2 separate regions of the Mus musculus genome follow, and region 1 is linked to region 2. A link is a contact called in public HiChIP or PLAC-seq data. All regions are on one chromosome and are shown on one strand. Each heading gives the region's core, a stretch centred on a gene start, on an enhancer-like site or on the middle of the called end of the contact. The rest is flanking DNA. Distances are from core to core; before and after follow the strand shown.

Evidence for each region. HiChIP or PLAC-seq counts read pairs in DNA pulled down with a chosen protein or histone mark.
Region 1: an H3K27ac HiChIP or PLAC-seq map of large pre-B cells shows a contact between it and region 2, with 5 times the contacts expected there. The contact joins two enhancer-like sites.

The regions. Positions count from the first base shown.
Region 1 is chr7:136,147,149-136,151,472 of GRCm38.p6, forward strand. No RefSeq gene overlaps it. Among named protein-coding and RNA genes, the nearest start is that of Gm36675, 3.8 kb to the right of the region's middle. Within about 2 kb of position 2,328, at least 4 of the 459 cell types and tissues checked have an H3K27ac peak or open chromatin away from gene starts, as enhancers often do.
Region 2 is chr7:135,514,784-135,519,068 of GRCm38.p6, forward strand. It overlaps Clrn3 (clarin 3), which reads right to left. Exons shown (of 3, transcript NM_178669.5): 2 at 3,664-3,843. Among named protein-coding and RNA genes, the nearest start is that of Clrn3, 12 kb to the right of the region's middle. Within about 2 kb of position 2,603, at least 38 of the 459 cell types and tissues checked have an H3K27ac peak or open chromatin away from gene starts, as enhancers often do.

The DNA of each region.
Region 1 (4,324 bases), core at 1,078-3,577, 630 kb after region 2:
CAGGATGAGTGAGGGGTTCTGAGTTGGCTGTGCTCACTCTGTAAGATGGACTGTGGGAGCCATGACAACTGGCTTCTCTGCCCGGGAGAAGAGCCATTTCAGGAGGGACACATGTAGGAATGGAAAGTCCACCAGGCGGGCAAATGGAAGGGGTGGAAGGCAGAGATTGCGGATGTGTTTGGGAGCCCACACAAGACTGAGCGTAGAGTCTCGTGTAAGAGAAGAGACTGTAAAATAGAGCTTGTCTGTGCAAGACCTGAGTATATGGCTGTGAAGTGCTAGTGAGGTGATTTTTTGCTAGGATCTCATCACTATGATAAATGCCTAAGAGAAACCAGGTATTCAGCTCACAGCCTCGGAATTGTCAGTTCGTGGTCAGCTGGCTCCATGGTTTCTGGCCTGGTAGTGAGGGAGAACAGCGTGGTGGAAGGGCATAGGTAGACAGAGCCCTTTACCTCATGTTGGTGAGAAAGCAGACAAGAAGACAAAGTGTAGTCCCCAAGAATATGTTCCCAGTGACCTGATTCCCCCAGCCAGGTCCCACCTTCTACAGTTTTCACCATCTCCCAACTTACTGTCACCAGCTAAGGACCAAGCATTTGACATCAGAGCCTCTGGGAGACAGCCCAGGAGTTTGACCAGTAGTGGAGTGTGTTAGCAAGAAAAAGGATGACCCAACCTGGGACTATCATGAAGAGGCTCTGGGACTTGGTGACTGGCAGAGGGGAGGGTGGAAGGGATGTGAAGAGGAAAGCTAGAAAGCATGTCCCACTCCTTAAATGTCACCTCTCACGGGGAGGAAGCCTCTGCCCCTCCAGTGAGGTGAGCAGTTGGTGCCCACGGACATCACAGGTAAACAAAGACCTGGACTGTGCCACTTGGGGTCACCTGTGAGCAGAAGCACACACACATCATGGGTCTAAGTCTCCCACATTCCTGAGGGAATTGTTTTCATCCTTGTGGGAGGTGGCTGCGATCCGAACACTTTCAAATGAAAGGCCATGTGAAAGGGGTTTGGAGGAAGATACATCCACTTTCTATTGGAGGATGTGACTGGGAGAAACGGGCCTTTACTGCTGCAGATCATCTTGCTGGGCATCTACTCGAAACCTCAATGACATGTGGGTGAGGCACTCTGACCGGCAGCTGGCAGCTGAGTGATTTTGAAGGTGTAACAAAATTCTTCAGGAAAAGAGAGATGCTGGACTCTGTGCACAAGTCAGCCACCCAGGGGGAACTGATAGACTGAACACACAGTGTGTGTGTGTGTGTGTGTGTGTGTGTGTGTGTGTGTGTGTTATATTTTTCTCTTCTATAAGCATCAGATTTTCTACTCCAGTTGTTCCTACATGATGTTTTCATAGAAGGAAAAAACTTGTTGTGAATTGGTAATCACCAGTGGCCTATCTTTAAGGCACTAAAAGGGAGTGACCAGGGTCTGACATGTTACAAAGCCACATGTAGTATTCAGACTGGAATTCCTCCTGGCCTGTAAAAACTGCTTCCTGACCTATCTTGAACACTGAGATGCTGGCTTGCTTGTGAGGAACACCCAGTCTTCATGACCTCCTTGAGCCTTCATCCTTTGGGTGGGGATGGAGGAAGAGAGCAGCAGAGAGAAGCTGAGGTCAGGAAAAGGTATCTGAGAGAGGGCAGGATGCTTGGCCTCACAGTGCTCAGTTCTGTCCTGTATCATTGTTATGGTAGAAAATACTTGGCATGACGGTCTCCATGCTGGCCACTTTACGACTGGGTAATTCAGTGACACATTTCTACGCATTAACCATCAGTGCTCTTTCCAGAACATTCTAATCTCCCCAAACTGAACCTGTGTCCCTTATGTAGTGCACTCCATTGTCCTTCCCTGACCCTGACCTGCAATCTGCTTCAGTGAGTTTGCTCTTATGGCTTCCCTGTGGGAGTGAAATTATAAAATATCTGTCCTGTCATATCAAACTTATTTCATTTAACAGGTTATTTTCAAAGTTCATCCACACTGATGCGTCCTGGAATTTCAGCGTTTTAAATGGCTAAGTTACATTCCACACCTTGGACATACATTAGAAAATGTACTTCCCTGTTAGTGGATATCATTTGCATCCTTCTTGCCAGGAGGAACTCTTCATTAAGTATATAATTATCCTTTTGGAATTGTAACTTTCAATTCTTTGGGGTGGGGTGTATGTCCCACGGTACAATTTTGGGGTGATTCCTTATTTACGATCATAGTGCTTTCCAAGAACCCACCCCACTGTTTCTCCACAACAGCCTCCTCTCATGCATGAATGGGCCGTACCCAGAGCTCTGATGTCCCCACATCCTGCATAACTCTCAACTTCCTACATTTGTTTTTTAAAGAAACGAAGGGTCTGTCTGCCACTTATAAATGTGGGTACAGCTCAGTGCAGAGTTGAAGGCATGGCTGTCTCTCCCTCCAGCTTCATATCTCAGTGGACCTTGGGGCAGAGAGCAGGGGACCTTCCCTTTCTCCATTTGTTCCTTTTCATTCACAGACCATGGGCAAGTGGGTTAGGGTAGTCTGACCTTTCCACCCCATTTGACCTCTTTAGAATCATCCTCACAGACACACCCCTTAGGTGACTCCGGATCCAGCATGTTGACGGTGGCCACCCCTGTGGTGATGAGGAAATATACCATTCTTTATCTTTCCTTTTTCTAGTAATATTTTAGTAAGTGGGCTAAGAAGTTTCTTTTCAATATTTTTGTTTCTTTTTTATTATTAGTTTTACTTTTAAAGTTAGTATACAAAATAATTGGTCTCTTTTCCTATTAAAATTTTTTTCTAAGAATTTGGCCATTCAGCTTCCTGGTTTTTATCATTAGTTTTGCGTTTGAAATTAGTATACAAAATAATTGGTCTTATATCCTATTTAAAAAAGAAAATAAAACACTTTTTAGGAGTTTGACTATTAAGCTTCCTGGTGGACATGAGACAAAGTCTCTCTGTGGTCTTAGTTTTCTTTTCTCTAATATGTCAGTGCTGAGTATTTCTGCATGTGCTTGTCGGCTGTATCTTGATTCATTTGCATTGTAGATGAATATGAACAGATCCTGTTGAATCATTCATCCTATTCTGTCCAAGTGAACCTGTGAGTATGGCAGGGCCTCTTCGCGTTTAGCTGGGGACAGAGGGACAATGGGAAGGTGTGGCTGTGTCTTCCTGAAACAGGAGGCTCTAAACAGAAGCTGGAAGAGTGCCCCACCTCTGTTGTCCACAGCTGCGTGGTGTGAGTTGGGCTTCTGGCTCTCAACTGCTGCTACACTCTCAGTCCAGCTGTCTGGCTCTGGCTCAGTGGCCGCGAACCTTGAGCCAGGTGACTCTGCTCCAGGGTCCTGATTCCTATCACTAGGTCCTTGGCTCTCTAAGCTTGTTTTCCATGCCTTTCTGGCTGGTGAGCAGGAGTGTAGCACTTAATATACCTGGCTTGGCTGGCATGGCCCTTGCTGCTCTACAAGGCTCCTCTCTGATACAATAGCTGATGCTACCCCTTCTCCACATGATGCTATCAGCCTCTGAGGTCTGCTCTGCAGGAATGGTCCTGACCCACTGTGCTGAGAAGCAGCCAGGGTACTTGTTTCAGCTTGTTTGACCTCACCTTGCACATTGACCTGGGCTAGGGAGAGACTTCGAGTGATGCTTCCTAGATTCTGGTGAATCCTGAAGTTAATTACAAAGCTCTTGTGTTGAGAGCCTAGGAAATATCTGTATAAACATAAGAACTTTGAGTTCCAGCTCAGAGTCCATGTAAAACCTGGATGGTGGTACGTGCCTCCAGTCTCTCATCCTAGCATTGGAGAAGCACAGACACGCGAACCTCTGGGGCTCACTCTCTGGTCAGACGGCCTAGCCTACGTGGTAAACTCTTCATCCCAGAGAGTTACTCTGTCTCAAAAAGCAAGTAGAGGACTCCTGAGGAATGACATCCAAAGTTGACTCCAAAAGCAGGCATACCTGCATACACATGTATGTGCACACACACACACACACACACACACACACACACACACACACACCTCACACGTGCACCCACAGTAAAAGTATTGACTCCTAGTGTTAAGCAACCTACATGTCAGTACCCTTTGGGAACACTGCCTCTGACTTAGTAATGCTGGGTCTGGAGATGAAGATGTCCAAGGGGCTAAATGGACAAAACCGAAATATGCCCCATGCCTTATGTCCACACAAGAACTCTGAGGCCTCAGGTGTTATTGTCCAAATGGGCTGTCACAGGCAGAGATCACCTATGTAAAGACAACTCAATGAGCCCCTGGGCACTGGTCTAAGGGCCTTGTTAACTGAAAA
Region 2 (4,285 bases), core at 1,353-3,852:
ACCCACAGGATGGGAGGTGGGGGATTCAAACTCAGGTGCTTATGATTAAGCAGCAGTCACTCTTAACTGCTAAGTCATCCCTCCAGTTGCGTTTTGTACCCCCACCCACCCCCACCCCAATGCTTTTTTAATATCGCTTATTTTCTTTATGAGATACATAATCCAAAGGCATTTACTGAATAGCTACAAGGGGTTCTATAGTGTTTCAGGATGAAGGAAAATGTAAAAATAAGATGTAAGATATAAACTAGATCCTAGGCATGAAGTACTAAACATTATTCTGAGCAGTATCTGACCTATAGGCTCAGATCCTGTCAGAGCTTATCATTGGACAACTGGTCTACCACACAGCCTTGTGCCCTAAGGTCACCTTAAGTAACAGGCATGAGCAAGTGGACAGGGCAGCGAGAGTGGGCATGGCGAAGGTACAAGGAAATATGAGTGGACAAATAAGGCTTGAACGAGCACCAGCATCACAGGCAGAAGAAGCCACCTCCACAAGAGCAGGCGAGGGCAGTGGGTCAGGTGCACCGCCAGCTGTGAGGAGTGAGTTCTGCCAAGAGCAAGAGAAGCACAGGCTCTCAAGTGCTGGGCCTGGACTCAGGGAAGCTCTAGACAGCTACTGCAGGGGTCCGCTCTGCACCACTCAGCCAAGTGTGGCCCTGAACCAGGCAGTAGCTACAGCAAAGCAGATTTACAGTTGCTTAGGTGGGGTGAGAAGCAGGTTGTAACCAGGAGACATCGATCTCTCTCCGAGCTGGTGAAAATATTTCCAAAATGATGGTTAGTGATGTCTCTACAGTGTCTAAGAATATGTCAAAACCCAGTGAACCGTGTGCTTTAAGTGAGTAATGTATGGGCAGGTGATTCATATACCAGTAATGCTGGAAAAAAAGAATTTTTTTCTGGGAACATGAGGGTGAGGATGGTTGCTCATGCCCAGGTGGGGTCTGATACATCAGGGGGATCCCCAAGACGAAGTCCTTCTGAGATCCTTAATATGCTGACACACACAGAATGCACACAGTCCAGTGAGCTCTTAGGCATCAAACTGTGTCCTAACCCACTGACAAGGAAGCTCCCCAAATGCTCCTCTGAGGGAAGCTAATTAGGGGTGGGGGTTGCGTGAAGAGAACGTTTGAACAGCCCTTGATGACACACCTCACCCACAAAATAATGGCTGTATTCCTTAATTATTTGCATGAACAAAAGTCTTGTTCCTCTGATGCACCCTCTCACACCTTCATTATCCCTCATTTTCCTCTTGTGAAGTTTCTTATAAAAGCTTAATTAATCACAAAGGGGTGGAACATACACAAGGTTAATGCCTTTATCCTAAAGGAGCTCGCTAGTCTGGAGCTTTGATTTGCACAGGCAAAGGCTGGCGCACAGACACCTTGCCCATCCCGGCACTTTAAAGGCAGATGCCTGGAGCCATGGGCTTCACACTGCTTCTGATTAACTGAATATCCTTCCTTCTTCCTTCCTTCCTTCCTTCCTTCCTCCCTCAGTCCCTACCTCCCATCCTTCCTTCCTGCAGTACTGGAAATTAAGTATAGAACCTCAAAAACAGTAAGCAAATTCTTTACACCAATCCTCTTCATTTGTTATATTGAAATGGGGCTTTAAGCTCCCTCTGCAGCCAGGCAATCTTGAACTTGGGGGACCTTCTCATCTCAGCCTTCCAGTACTTGGAAGTATAGGCCTGCATCTCTAGGCCTGCACAGTTTCTCCAGAGTGGTAGATATAAAGAGGCTGGGGGAGGGAAGCAGTTCTTAAAAGGCTTAGGGACATGGGCTCCCGGCCTGCAGCCCTTCTCTGCTGGGCCATGGTACTCATTACTCCCTGTGTTCTCCAGCTGAGGAACAATATGTCAGAGGAGGCAGTTTGTGTAGCTCTGTCTGAATCCAACTTCCCCTCTAGCTACCTTAAAATTCCCTGAGGCCAACTCCCAGCCACGTTGGGCCAGTGTGTACTGAGATGTCCGGGTTATAAGCCTTTGATGACAGTGTTATTGCTGTTTCTCCCCACCAGAAATGAGGCAGGTAATCTATTTCCTGCTCTGCCCACTGGGCCAGCTCACAACCTGGTAGCCCAAGAGAGCCTAGTGCCTAGGGGACTGTAGCATTCTCATTGGCCCCAGGACCTTAAAGCTGACCTGGATTCAGCCCACCTACCAGTGTGGCCCACAGGCTAGGAAGCTACACTGTCAGTGCTGTACAGAGACCTTTCTGAAGGAACAGCCTCTCGCAAACTGAGTTTTCACTCAACTCTGTAACACTCCAGATAATGGGAGAAAATGGAGGCTTCCCGAGGGCGTATGAACACAGAATCCAGCTTGCCGAGCATCAGGATAGCAACTCTTGGGGTTGACTAAAGGCCTCCTCCAGATCCAAGTCAGAATGCACAACTTCCCCTTACACAGCTATTACAGGTGGTTTTCCTGTCCACCCCAGAGCCTCTCCTTCTGTGTTAGAATATACCCTGAGGCAGAAGGTAAGTGTGGGGAATTTTCTCCTCTCAACATAGCCCTTTGTGGCTAGACGTAGGCAGGGCTCTGGGGAGATTGTTCAGATTCCATTTCCTGTCCCTCCCAACCCCCAGCAGACATAGACTTCTAACATCTGTATAGTCGGCCTGTTTTCCTCTGCAGAGGAAGGCGAGGGGACCAGCTGTAAGCCCTGTGGGCTGTAAACAGGGCAGTATCGGCCCAGTTTGGTCTCCTGTCATCTCCCCTTCTATGGGAACCCACTCCTCCTCCCCTGTGTGCCTCTAAAGCTGGGCCCAGCTTCAGTATGGACAAGTCTCCTTAGCTAACTTAATGGGTCAATCTATCTGTCTTGGCTTCAGAGATTGATCAGGTCATGTCAGTGGGTGAGTTCATGAGAATTGGGCCCAGGACCAGTCTCCTGACTCTTGGAAAAGGACAGGCCTTTCCTCTAAAGCTGCTACTGCAGAAGTCCAGGGTGTGTACAGACATCTGACCTTTAAGAGGATTGGATCAACTGTGTAGCCACAGAACGCACACTGGGAAATCACTGTATGCAGGGATGAAGGGACGCAGACTTCCTGCAACATGGTCTCCAAATTCAGCCATGCCTGAGGCCGCTGCTTCTGTTACCTCTGAGTCCCATGAGTGAAGCTAAGATCAATTCACTGTTTATCCTGGCAGCGAGCAAGGTTCAGTGGCAGATGGAGGGCCCTTGACACTGGGGACCTATATCTGGATTTGTATCCAAGTCCCTTAACCTCAAAGTGTCAGTCCCACTGAACAAATGTAGGGAATGAAGTACATGGACAAAACCCACAGAGAATCTTTTGTCTAAGTCATAACAAGATCCACTCCACATCTGAACACCCCCCACACACACACACACAAAATAACAAAACCACCTAGCAAGTACACAGCGCTCTAGCTCACAAGAAGAGTGTTGGCCCCAGATGGCATCCTTTCCTGGCTCTGTGGCTTGGCCACCCAGGTATGGCAACTCTGGAGTCCATGTTACTCCATATGAAGGCAAGATGGAGAGCAAGTATATGTGCATGTGTGTTCATGAGCATACATAATGTGCATGTGTATACATCTATGTGTGCAGGTGTACATATGTATGCATATGTATGTGTATGCATGTGTGTGCACATGAATCTTCTCAGGAAACTCACCGCTGAGTCCATTCCAGGTATAGACACCCATAGGTCCCAGGAACGTCTGGTAAGGGTTGCTGATGCTGTTGTAGAAGGTGAACACTGAGCTCAGCACGGAAGCTGCCAGACTCAGGATCAGGAGGAGGATGACCACCAGGTGCAAAGACTTCTGGGAAGAATTGTCCAATATCCCTAAAACTAAAGCAACATTTGGTGAGTGCACAGTGCAGAATACAAATACAGCTGAGCTAGAGCAGGCATGGTGTCAGAGAAGGAAGCAGTAAGCCATTCTTCCTGCAAGCACCAAGACTACACGGGCTCAGATGATAGCTCGGTCAGTGGCGTGTTTGATGTAGAAGCCCTGGATCTGTGTTCAAGCCCCAGTACCCATCTGAAAAAGGCAGGTGGTGTGGCGAATACTTGCAATCTCGGTGTTGGGGAGATGACCGAGACAGGTAGATCCTGGGGTACACTGAACAGTCAGTCTAGTTGAATTGGTGAGTTCCAAGTTCAACCAGAAACCCTGTCTCAACAACTAAGATGGGCATCACCTGAAAAATGACATCTGAAATTGACCTTTTACCTCCACGTGCACATATATGCGAATGTGTGTGCAACTGCATATACACATTGCCTGCTG